Linked DNA regions of Sus scrofa: regions 2 and 3 are each linked to region 1. The links are chromatin contacts, called in public HiChIP or PLAC-seq maps. All regions are on one chromosome and are shown on one strand. The core of a region is the stretch at or near the end of the contact, and the rest is flanking DNA. Distances in the headings are between cores, read along the strand shown.

The links. HiChIP or PLAC-seq counts read pairs in DNA pulled down with a chosen protein or histone mark.
Region 2: an H3K27ac HiChIP or PLAC-seq map of alveolar macrophages shows a contact between it and region 1. The contact joins the enhancer-like site here to the promoter of LPL in region 1. A contact is called at or near these places in 6 of 47 Hi-C or Micro-C datasets (adipose tissue, fetal skeletal muscle, retroperitoneal adipose tissue and 2 more) and 2 of 2 datasets of contacts at active chromatin or transcription factors (alveolar macrophages and skeletal muscle).
Region 3: an H3K27ac HiChIP or PLAC-seq map of skeletal muscle shows a contact between it and region 1. The contact joins the enhancer-like site here to the promoter of LPL in region 1. A contact is called at or near these places in 13 of 47 Hi-C or Micro-C datasets (adipose tissue, brain, embryonic fibroblasts and 7 more) and 2 of 2 datasets of contacts at active chromatin or transcription factors (alveolar macrophages and skeletal muscle).

What each region holds. Positions count from the first base shown.
Region 1 is chr14:4,102,475-4,106,670 of Sscrofa11.1, reverse strand. LPL (lipoprotein lipase) reads right to left here and starts at 1,857. Exons shown (of 10, transcript NM_214286.1): 1 at 1,624-1,857. The coding sequence starts at 1,711.
Region 2 is chr14:4,212,952-4,217,147 of Sscrofa11.1, reverse strand. No RefSeq gene overlaps it. Among named protein-coding and RNA genes, the nearest start is that of SLC18A1, 64 kb to the left of the region's middle. Within about 2 kb of position 2,412, at least 4 of the 83 cell types and tissues checked have an H3K27ac peak or open chromatin away from gene starts, as enhancers often do. A contact at or near this core is called in alveolar macrophages and subcutaneous adipose tissue, where this site is marked.
Region 3 is chr14:4,196,188-4,200,383 of Sscrofa11.1, reverse strand. No RefSeq gene overlaps it. Among named protein-coding and RNA genes, the nearest start is that of SLC18A1, 81 kb to the left of the region's middle. Within about 2 kb of position 2,078, at least 8 of the 83 cell types and tissues checked have an H3K27ac peak or open chromatin away from gene starts, as enhancers often do. A contact at or near this core is called in adipose tissue and alveolar macrophages, where this site is marked.

The DNA.
Region 1 (4,196 bases), core at 608-3,107:
TGCGGGTTCGATCCCTGCCCTTGCTCAGTGGGTTAACGATCCGGCGTTGCCGTGAGCTGTGGTGTAGGTTGCAGACGCGGCTCGGATCCCGCGTTGCTGTGGCTCTGGCGTAGGCGTAGGCCGGTGGCTACAGCTCCGATTGGACCCCTAGCCTGGGAACCTCCATATGCCGCGGGAGCGGCCCAAGAGATAGCAACAACAACAAAAAAAGACCAAAAAAAAGTCAGGGACAAACTGTACTATAGCTTGAATCACTGAGGACGTGCAGCCTAAAAGCACATCCAAGGGACACCGCCCAAGCGGCCCAAGAAATAGCAACAACAACAACAAAAAAGACAAAAAGACAAAAAAAAAAAAAAAAAAAAAGTCAGGGACAAACTGTACTATAGCTTGAATCACTGAGGACGTGCAGCCTAAAAGCACATCCAGGGGACACCGCCCAAACTGTAAATCCACCAAGAAAGAGAAAAGAAAACGTTGCCTCTTTTAATGACTTGCTTCAGTGGCCTTTTAGTTGCTGCTGTGCGTTAACTGAACCAAGGTTCAAGTTACACAGGCTGCCTCTACTGTAGGCAGGTCTGGGGATGGGCGCGCTTCTTCCCAGCAATAAAGAAATTCAGATCTAGCTTGGCTGGTCGCCTTAACCCTGGTGAGTGGCAGCGCCCGAGCGGTAACTAGGGTTCAACCAGTGGCCTCCCTGCGGCGTCCAAGAAGCCCCACGTGCTCGCAACCGCACCGCGGGGCAAGGCGCCCGGAGGCAGGCTCAGCCCGGAGGACAGTAACGGCAGCCAAGCGCAAACCTGGCATCCTCCAAGTCAGCGGCCACAGAAGGCTAGTCGCTCTGCCACGTTTTCAGGAGGTTCAACCCTTCTTCGTTGGGCGCTAAGAAACACCGAGCGTGCCAGAGTGGAGGCTGGAACAGCTTCCCCAGCGCCGTTAAGCGTGCGGGACGCCGCGTCCCCGGGATGCCGGGTCCTCCCCCCACCCCGCGGCCAGCCCCTGCCCTCCCGGCCCCCTAGTCCTCCCCTCCCACCTTCGCGCGGAGAGCGAGAGTGTCGTGTGCTTCTAAAATGCATTCAACGCCGCTGCCCCCGCTATCCACTCCCCCGCCACCCCGCCGGCTTCTCTAGGAGAAGGGGCCGCTTTCTGCCTGCGCCTTCACGCGCGGGGGCTGAGCTGCGGCCAAGGCCGAACCAGAGTCACCTTGGCGGAGAAGTTACTGCGGGTCACCGCCTTCAGAGCCCTTCCTCCCGCCTACCTTCTCCCGCCCTTCACTCTCTACCGCCTCCCGCCTGCCACCCCGGCCGCCCCATCCTTTCCTATTGAGCACGGGCGCCTGGGAATTCGGCTTCAGCCCGAATGGAGGTGACAGTGCGGGATCGAGAGAGAGAGAGAGAAAGAAAGAAACTGGGAGCCGCCCCAGAGTGATCAGAGGGAGGATTTCCAACGTGCCTCTTCCAGATCCCACCCCGATGATCCTTCCTGGGGCCGGCGTTTGGGCAAGAGGGTCCCAGGTGATCATCGCAGCTCCTTCCTACTTCCTCCTTCCCATCCTCACAACTTGTGCAAGTGGGCCACTGAGCCAATTCCGTAAGTGGAGGAGAGCCTGCGCGCAAAACTTACTGTCCGCGGTGGCCAACCCTTCGCGGGAGACGATCAGACTCTGAAGCCACACGCTCAGAGCCACTAGGAGCAGGGCTTTGCTCTCCATCTGGGGACGCGTTCCTGGGGTAGAAGTTACAGGGCACGGGCGGGAGCGCCGACAGCCCGAGGCGGGAGCAGGCTGGAGCAGCGATCTGTTGCAGGGCAAGTCACCCTTTAAAGAAGAAGCGGGGCAGCCAGAAGTGGCAGCTTTCCCCGGAGGAGGAGGGAGGAGGAGGGGGAGGAATTGAGTCTGACACTGTTTCCACTCTAAGGCTGCTTATATGATTGGAAATATGCAAATAAACCTCATCACCTATTGGCTATAAAATCTTAAGTTGGGGGGAGGGCCCTAAATTCACTTCCAAACATTTGAGCAAACTGTAATGAGGATCAGCCCTGCCAGAGAGAAGAGGGGGAAAGGGCAGAAGGGAAAATTTACTTTCTCATGAAGCCTATTTGCATTTCCTAGGGGGTCTGGCTCTCCTGGACCCTCTATACTAAAAACAGGTTTATATGGGTTTATTTGAATATTTTTTATCACCAGTTTTCCAAGGAAGGGACATTAAGTTGTTAAACCTCCTCCTCTTGTGATGGATCCTTTTGGTAATTTTCAATGTTTTGTTAGGTTAGTTTTTGTTTTTGTTTCCTCCCCCCGCCCCACCAAATACCCCTGGACAATGTCAGTCTTAAGGACCCCTGGACACACAGTTGTTCTGCAGCTTGAATTTACACATCTGGTATTTTAACACTGGCAAAGTGGATTAGCTTATGTAGTTGAGAAAAGCTCTCGCTCTATTTTCTAGCTTTTGCTTCATGCAAATTATACTTAATCCTCAAACTCATTAAGGAATGAAAAGATAGCATTTTATCCTCAGATGTGGACTACTGAGGTCAAATAGCCTAAAATTGTAAAACTGAATTTTTATGCTAAGTGAAAGAAGCTAGTCATGAAAGACCCTTATCCTATGTTTCCATTTATGTAAAATATCCGAATCTTAGAGACAAATCTTAGAGACAGAAAGTAGTGTTGCCTAACGCTGGGGAAAGAGGAGGATAGAGAATGGAGATTTTTGGGGGGAGATGGTGATGAAAATATTCTAAAATTGCATTATGGTGATGGTTATACCACTGTCACTACTCTAAAAAAACATTGACCTGTACATTTTATTTTTTTAATTTTTTATTTATTTTCATTTTGACCACCCGCCAGCATATGTAGTTGCTGGACCAGGGGTCAGATCTGAGCCACAGCCTTGGGACCTAAGCCACAGCTGTGGCAACACTGGATCCTTAACCCATGCCGGGATCGAAACTGTATCCCAGTGCTCCCAAGAGGCAGCAGATCCCACTGCACCACAGCAGCAGTTCCTGACTGTACACTTTAAATGGGTGAAGTTTACAATATGTAAATTATATTTTAATAAAGCTATTTAAAAATATGTATTGAGATACGCAAGTAAAATAATAAAAATAATAAAATCATCTTGGATATTATAATTTGGGTGGCCATGCCCGTGACATGCCTGATCCTTAACAACAAGGCCACCAAGAAACTTATATATATATATATATATATATATATTATATGTATATATATTTATATATATATGTATATGTCAGAATACTCAGAATACTTTCAAATATCTTTTTACATATAAAGAAAGGGTTGACTTAGCCAGGAGGGAGGGTTAGCTCTATATTCCATTTTACAGCTAGAAAACAAGCCCATAAACTAAAACCTCTAGTTCACTGTCTATGTTGAGTTATTTCTCTGAATACCTTCAGTGCTTCCTTCTATTTATCCCTCCTTGGATCTCTCTCTTTCACTCCCATAGAATCTACGTTTCTATGTTAGAAGGATGAAAGTCCATACAGTTTAAACTAGGCTCACATTTTAACTTTTTCTCAAAAACAAAATACCAGATAATACCCAAATAGTTTAAAGTTCGTTATTCTGTCGAATGGAGTTCTATCTTTAAGCTAATGCATCAAATGCCAAAGGACAGTTTATCTTGTATTGCAATTATTAAACAATATATTGTGCACATTTATTCTATTCCCACAAAGCATGTAGAGGGATTTTGAAAACTGCCAAGAATTAAACCCCTCAGAAGACCTTCAGAAGTAGCAGAACAGACCATGCAGGGGATGAATGACTATGATGTGGCAGTCCTCCAAAAATTATATGGTAAATTCTCATTTTAAAAGTGACGCAAGATGAAGCATTTGCATTGCCTGTGCTCAAGTTATAAAAAACATAAACAAAAATGTGAAATGTCCACTATCTTACACAGAATACCCATGCAGCCTATTTTCATACATAAATATCATATGATAAGACAACCAAACCAATCTGCACTGCTGTGCCTTTCAGAGAACTGCAAGAAGATTTTACACAATTGCTAAAGGGAAGTGTGATGCTTGTAGTCCTCATTTTAAAATGATCTTCTGGGTTAACAGATACAAAATCAAAGCAATCAAGAGTTAGAGGTTTTGTTTTTTAATATGAAACAGATTTTGGAGTGGTCTGTACTGTCACACTGCAAGTCCAT
Region 2 (4,196 bases), core at 1,163-3,662, 110 kb before region 1:
AACATTAAAAAAGGGAACCTATAAAAACCTATAAAAAAAGGGAACCTATAAAAAAATTTTTGTTAAGAAGTTCTTTTTTCTTTTCCTTTCTTCCTTTTTTTTTTTTTTTTTGTTTTTTTTTTTTTTTTGTTTGTTTGTCTTTTTAGGGCCATACCTGTGGCAAATGGAAGTTCCAGGGAAGGGGTTGAATTGGAGCTGCAGCTGCCAGCCTACACCACAGCCACAGCAACGCAGGATCTGAGCCATGTCTACAGCCTACACTATAGCTCCTGGCAATGCCAGATCTCTGACCCACTGAGCAAGGCCAGGGATTGAACCTGTGTCCTCATGAATACTAGTCTGGTTCATAACCGCTAAGCCAGGAGGAGAACTCTGCAATTGCTCTTGCCTGCAGTGGTACCTCCTTCATCTGTGTTCATAGTACATTCACTCATATCTCTCCATTTTATTTTATTTTATTTATTTATTTATTTTTTACCTCCTGGAATCTTTATTGCTTAATGTTTATTACTAAGAAGGTCTTTGGCAATTGCAAAGGTTTCCATTTATTTTTTTTTAACGTATGTTTTTAATTATTGTGTTATGTTGGTTTTCATATCTCTCCATTTTAATAATTAAGTGCCTGCTTGTGAGTTCATATATAATTATCTCTATATCTCCATTCTCCCCAGTAAATTGTCAAATGTCTTTAACTCCTTTCCATTCCCTATGATACTGATGTAGAGTCTTAAAAATAATTCTTTGGAGTTCCAGTTATGGTTCAGCGGAAATGAATATGACTAGAACCCACGAGGAGGAAGGTTCGATCCCTGGCCTCGCTCAGTGGGTTAAGGATCTGGCATTTCTGTGAGCTGTGCTGTAGGTTGAAATGAGACTAGAATCTGGCATTGCTGTGGCTCTGGCGTAGGCAGGTGGCTACAGGTTGGACTCGACCTCTAGTCTGGGAACTGCCATATGCCGGATGTGTAGCCCTAAAAAGACGAATAATAATAATTCCTCAAGTGAGATGTTAGATGGATTACTATCCCTTATTAATACAGGTGATAAACTCTGAAATAATCAAATATTTCATGACACTAGGTGCTTGGAATTGAAAAGTAGACCTTCAAGGGGACATAGAACATCAGACATGGAAGCCATCTGGGCACTTTGCAAATAAAAATAAATGAGCCCCAGAAAAATGAAATGAGTCACCCAAACTACTCAACTGGTTAGTAGCAAGGATGAGACTAGACCTGGGTCTCAAATGACAGTAATAACAACAAGTAAGTTCCTACTCTGAGATGATGGACAAAGATGAATTATTTTAAAATAATAAATAACAGGAGTTCCCGTTGTGGCACAGCAGAAACGAATCCAACTAGGAAACATGAGGTTGCAGGTTCGATCCCTGGCCTGGCTCAGTGGGTTAAGGATCTGGCGTTGTCGTGAGCTGTGGTGTAGGTCACAGACAAGGCTCAGATCTGGTGGTATTGTGGCTGTGGTGTAGGCTGGCGGCAACAGCTCCGATTGGACCCCTAGCCTGGGAACCTCCATATGCCTCAGGTGTGGCCCTAAAAAGCAAAACGCAAAATAAACAAATATATAAGTAACAATATATATATTTTTTTTTGGTCTTTTTGCCTTTTTGCCTTTTCCAGGGCTGCTCCCGTGGCATATGGAGGTTCCCAGGCTAGGGGTCGAATCGGAGCTGTAGCCGCCAGCCTACGCCAGAGCCACAGCAACTCGGGATCCGAGCCACGTCTGCAACCCACACCACAGCTCATGGCAACGCTGGATCCTTAACCCACTGAGCAAGGCCAGGGATCGAACCCGCAACCTCATCATGGTTCTTAGTCGGATTCGTTAACCACTGAGCCACTACAGGAACTCCTCAAGTAACTCTTACCACGATGAAGAAGCATTACAAAATACTGCTGCCTTCATCCTTAAAATAAGCCTGTTAAAGGCAAAATATCTAATCTCCATGTATAGATAAGGAAACTGAGGCTCACTGAGTTTAGATGACTTTCCCTTCAACATAGAGTGATGTTTCTGAGTGCCAATGTTTCTTTTACTATTAATCTATCTTTTTTTTCTGTTTTGTGGTCTAACTCATGATCAGCAGTCACTTTTAGCCACCACCAAGTGGGAATGGGAACTATTTTATGAATGCCAGACTATCACGTCCTGATTGAATCTGCCACTCATAACAGGATGAAACCCTGCCCTTTAAGTCACAAGGAAGGAAAGCAGCGGAGGTGGATGAGCAGCAGAATATACATGCTTACCTAACTTTCACCCAACCCTTGCCATTTTAGAATAAAAATACAGAATGAAAAGGAGACGGCAGAATTTTGCAAGTCGATAAGCTAATCCTGGCCTATGACTAAATTGCAGCAGGAAGCATTTCTTTTTTTTTTTCTCCTCTAGAAGCCCTTTGTAAGACCTTGTGGGAGGAACTAATTGCATGAATCATGCTGTCATTTGTCTCCCCCCCCCCAAAAAAGTGCACAATCATTTGAGGAGAAAAGGGGAAGTGGTGCCTACACATGTCCACCAGAAATTAGGACAGAATTTACAGGCTCAACTTAATCAGGATTGCCTGGAGTGGAGAAAACTCCCCTCTGTTCATTCCTCCAAAGAAACCTTCAGGGCTTTCCTTCCCAGTTTCAAAGTGTAGTCAAATATTTCAGACTCAAGGATTTAATGTTTCCTAAGAACCTAAGAAAATTAGCCTTTTCTTTTTTTAGAATTAGGTTTTTTTTTTTCTTCTTTTAAATTGAAGTATAGTTGGTTTACAATGTTGTGTTAGTTTAAGGTACAGAGCTCAGTGATTCCAATATATGCACATATATATACACACACACACACACACACATATATATATATATGTAATTCTGTTATATATATAGTGAGTCCACTATATATACATATATATGCATTTTATATATATATAAAATTTATCCGATTTTTTTCCCTTACAGATTATAAGATATTGAGTTCCCTGTGCTGTGCAGTAGGTCCTTGTTGACTGTCTATTTTATATATAATAGTGTGTATATATTAATCCCAATTTCCTAATTTATCCCTCCCACCTGGAAATTTAGCCGTTTCTGAGGGCCAATATTTATTTCAATACCTGAAAGTCTATGCGTTTAAACACCCAAATACAAACACATTCTACCTGTTTGGGCTACAAACCAGTTTCAAATATATTTTTGTAGTGTTTGGGGCAGACCACCAGGAGCAGACTTGACCTTTTTCCTGGGACTAAGGGTCATCACCAGAAATCTCAGTCCTGGTAGGCTGCTCTGTCAACATTGATTCCCGTCAAGGCCTAAGAAAGTCCATTGAAACTACAGGGATCCATAGACAACAAGGTCCTACTGTATTGCACAGGGAACTATATTCAATATCCCGTAATAAACCATAATTGAAAAGAATATGGAAAAGAATATATCTAGGCACGTATGTATAACGGAACCACTGTGTTGTACACCAGAAATTAACACAATCTTGTGAATCAACTATACTTCACAAAAATAAATAATGTAAAAAAACAGAAATTATAGGGATCATCTTTTGTCCCTACACTAAAATGAAATGGCCTTAAGTTGACATACCAATTTTTTTATATTTTCAGGAGGTTTTTTTTTTTTTTTGGTTGTTATATTCCTTATCTAATATCTTGAATCATTAGTAATCTTTTCACGTCTCTTTTCTGAAGCTAGATTGAAAACTCCTTAAAAAACGGGGGCTGTGCACCAACTCTGACCCACAGAAACTGTAAGATAATATATGTCTGTGTGGTTTAAGTTGCTAAATTTGTGGTATTTGTTAGGCAACAATAGAAAATGATGTTTATTTTAGTACGCATCTCTCCTTGATTTATAAAAAGCAAGTTCCATGAGGGCAGAGATCTTTTCTGCTTATGATCTCTGATGTATCCCAAACTCCTAGAACAAGCACATAGCAGATCTTCAATAAATATTTCTTGAGTGGATGCAGGAAGAAATAAGACTATCAGAATGGTGCCAAAGTCTTAATTTAACAATTTAAGAAAAAGAAAAAAGTACATATATATACAGAAGAGAGAAAGGTGCAAATACTTAGCCTAACTTACTTTGACCTCTATTCTTCTTCTTCTTCTTTCTTTTCTTTATCAGCTGCCCCCACAGCATATGGCAGGTCCCAGGCCAGGGATTGAATCCAAG
Region 3 (4,196 bases), core at 829-3,328, 93 kb before region 1:
AATGCCGGATCCTTAACCCCCTAGCGAGGCCAGGGATCCAACCCGCAACCTCATGGTTCCTAGTCAGATTCGTTTCCACTGTGCCACCACGGGAACTCCAGTGTTAAACACTTTTAACCTGACTCTGAGCACTTCATCTCCAACTGCCTCCCCCAGTCGCCATGATCGTATCATTTGACACTCTCTTACATTGTTGACCTTTCTTTATTTAATTGGTATGTTGTTTACAGGACTATTTATTTAGAAAGACACATTTTTTTTTTTCTCTTTCAACCTACTGCTTACAAATGCACCAACTGCTCAGGAATTTTTTCTTTTTTGTCTTTTTGCCTTTTCTTGAGCCGCTCCCACGGCATATGGAGGTTCCCAGGCTAGGGGTCGAATCGGAGCTGTAGCCGCCAGCCTACGCCAGAGCCACAGCAACACAGGATCCAAGCCGCATCTGCGACCCACACCACAGCTCACGGCAATGCCAGATCCTTAACCCACTAAGCAAGGCCAGGGATCGAACCCTCAACCTCATGGTTCCTAGTCAGATTCATTAATCACTGCGCCACGACGGGAACTCCTGCTCAGGAAATTGTTAACTATTCATTTCAACAGGATCAGCCATTAAAGAGAACGCAAAGCCCTTGTCAGGAAGGGCTATTTCTCATATTCCTGGAAAGTGGGATATTAAAGGAATTATCCCATGATGGTTTCTTTGTCTTTTTGAGAATAATGAGAGTATTGGCACAATACTTTCCTAAGCAACAAACCATGCAGTTCTTCCACGCCACAGTTTCTTCAACACAAGCCCAGTTCTTCTGTTTGAAAGAATGAATAAAAAAAAAGTTTGATTCAATAAAAAGTATTTCTTTCAAATGGGCTCGTTGTTCCCTTTAACACAAATTGTACTTTAACGTGGGCTTTAGTTCAGACAGTCCTCTTATGGGGCAGCTCCTGGGGATAATTTGAAAAATGATAAAGTGATCTTAATTAGGAAAAGCCTCTACAGATTCATTCATTTATTCACTCATTTCTCCCAATAATAAACATTCCCTAAGCGGCTACTGTGCCAGGCATCTTTCTAGGCATCATTATGGAGCAGAGAAGCCCTTGCCTTCAGGGGGAAAAAACAATGAATACATGTGCTGACATCATGAGTTGTAAGTGCTGAGAAGAGTTAAAGGATAGAGAATTTAAAGAGGTATCCTTTTGGAGACGTATGCAGGGGAGGCCTCTGTAAGTAGATGAGAGCCGAGTAGAGCCCCGGATGGAGTGAGGGAATGAACCAGTGGCCCATAAGAGAGAAAACAGGTTCAGCCGGAGGAAAGGGCACTTTGGAACCTTCTTTGTTTGCTGGGAGAGAGACTGGGTCACATGAGAAAATGTAGAGGATAAAAGTTGGTGGGAAATCCGGAGAACAAAATTCGTAAACCAGACCAAGACTTTTGCTTTGTATTATACACAAGAAGGAGGCCTATGGAGTTTCTGAGCCAAGCAGTCACATGATGGATTGAACGTTTAAAAGGATCTTCTTGGCGACATTTCGCAGAACACATTGTTAAAGGGGAAAAGTGGAAACAAAGACCAGTAAGGAGCCTTTGCCCTGGTCCAGGGGGGAGACGATGGTATCTGGAACCACAGTGTAACAGTGGAGATGGTGAGATTTGGTTCGATTTGTGATTTTTTTTTTTTTTTTTTTTTATGGCTTCACCCATGGCAAACGGAAGTTTCTAGGCTAGAGGTTGAATTGGAGCTGCAGATGCTGGCCCATATCACGGCCACAGCAACGCCAGATCTGAGCTGCATCTGCGACCTACGCCACAGCTTACAGAAACTCCGGATCTTCAACCCACTGAGTGAGACCAGGATTAAATCCATATCTTCATGGATACTAGTCGGGTTCATAACCCGCTGAGCCACAACAGGAACTCCCAAACTCTCTTTTCAATGGCTCAGCTCCTGATCTGTTGGCCTCGTTATACGTAAATGGTACTAAAGCCTATGTTTAAAGCAGTTAGTGCAGGGAGCAGGGTGGTGTGACCTCAGACTTCAGCGATCTATCCACAGACCGTTCTTGCCTTACTAAATGGTCCCTCCAGATGGCAGTGGCAGTCTGAGACGTTGCTTCTGCCTGCAGGCCTGTGTGTGCTTGCGGTCTGGCTGCAGTTGCTGTTTGCTCCTTTTGCTGAGTGCTGCAAATGCATGCTAAATGCTAAAAGTTGAGTCCTCTCCAGATTCTGATCTGAGCTGAGCTGCTTGCCTAGATTCTGGAACAGTAGCCTGGGGACATCCGTTTTTTATATTAACCAGCCAGGTTTACCAAAGACTCCTCTGAGGGAGCAAGGTATGACTTTCCTCCAAAGTGCTGGGGTGTGTGTGTGTGTGTGTGTGTGTGTGTGTGTGTGTGTGTGTGTGTGTTTGTGTGTGTGTGTGTGTGTGTGTGTGTGTAAGGGGTGGGGGGGCAATGGCGGGGGGCACTGAGAGGCTACTTATTTATTTATTTTTGCTTTTTAGGGCCAAACCTGCGGCATATGGAGGTTCCCAGGCTAGAGGGTTGAATCGGAGCTATGGCTGCTGGCCTCCACCACAGCCACAGCAACTCGGGATCTGAGCCAAGTCTGTGACCTACACCACAGCTCATGGCAACACTGGATCCTTAACCCACTGAGTGAGGCCAGGGATGGAACCTGCAACCTCATGGTTCCTAGTCGGATTCATTTCTGATGCACCACGAGGGGAATGCCCTGAGAGGCTGTTTTCCCATGTTATTTCGTCTTGCCTGCCACGTGGAGAGAGCAGCGCATATTCTTCAAAGGCCCTTCTGAGTTGCGAGCTACATACAGTGTGCGAGCATCCACCTTAGAGACCGTGGGTCCTATCGAAGGCATTTGAGCTTGAACTTTGTGCTGGTGCTCTTGCTGTGACTTGTTCCCCGACCCAGTGGGGTATAAAGGATCACATCCTTGGAGACAGTGGCATAATGCTTAGTAAAAAAGGAAACAGGAGTTCCTGTCGTGGTGCAGTGGTTAACGAATCCGACTAGGAACCATGAGGTTGCGGGTTCGATCCCTGCCCTTGCTCAGTGGGTTAACGATCTGGGGTTGCTGTGAGCTGTGGTGTAGGTTGCAGACGCGGCTTGGATCCCGAGTTGCTGTGGCTCTGGCGTAGGCTGGTGGCTGCAGCTCCGATTCGACCCCTAGCCTGGGAACCTCCATATGCCGCGGGAGCGGCCCAAGAAATAGCAAAAAGACAAAAAAAAAAAAAAAAAAAAAGGAAACAAAGCTGGGACTCTTTGCCTTTGCCCTACTTAAGACACTGGAGAGGGCAGGTGGTAGATATAGACATGAAAACTGCTGGAGGAAAATGCTCAGGCTGCAGCCCACCAGCACACCAGGGCTGTGTGCTCGAAACGCAGGCTCTCAAAAGTGCTGAGAAGACATCGAACCTGCATCTTCATGGATACTAGTTGGGTTCATTACCCACTGAGCCACAGTAGGAACTCCCAAACTCTCTTTTTGAAGACTCAGCTCCTGATCTGTTTGCCTTGTTATACCTAAATAATCCTAAAGCCTGTGTTTAAAGCAGTTAGTTCACCTCCACTCTCCTTGGAGGTGGACCTAGGGTGAGAACTAAAATCTACCTTCCATATCAGTCAACAAAGGGATATTGCCGCCATCAAGCCATCACATTACAGCTCAGATGGTGAGCCCTGAAGAAACTCAGAATGAGAAAACCTGCCAGCCCCAGACAGCTGAAGTGCATAGCAAAGGAATGATTTCAATGAGCCCAGACTCCTGGATCTTCCCATACATAAAACAAGGTGCTAAATTCCTTCACTGTTTTCTTTTATTAACAGTAACCTTTTGGGGTTCAAAATACATGTTTGGTTTTTTTATTTGTTTGTTTGTTTTTTGGGGTTTTTTTTCTTTTTAGGTGTGTTACTTCGGCATATGGAAGTTCTCAGGCTAGGGGTCTAATCAGAGCTACGGATGCTAGCACAGCCACAGCCACAGCCACAGTCACAGCCACAGCCACAGCCACAGCCACAGCCACAGCAACTCGGGATCTGAGCTGCATCTGTGACCTACACTGCAGCTCACAGCAATGCCAGATCCTTAACCCACTGTGCGAGGCCAGGGATCAAATCCTCCTCCTCACAGATACTAGCGGGCTTGTTACTGTTGAACCACAATGGGAATATGGGAATG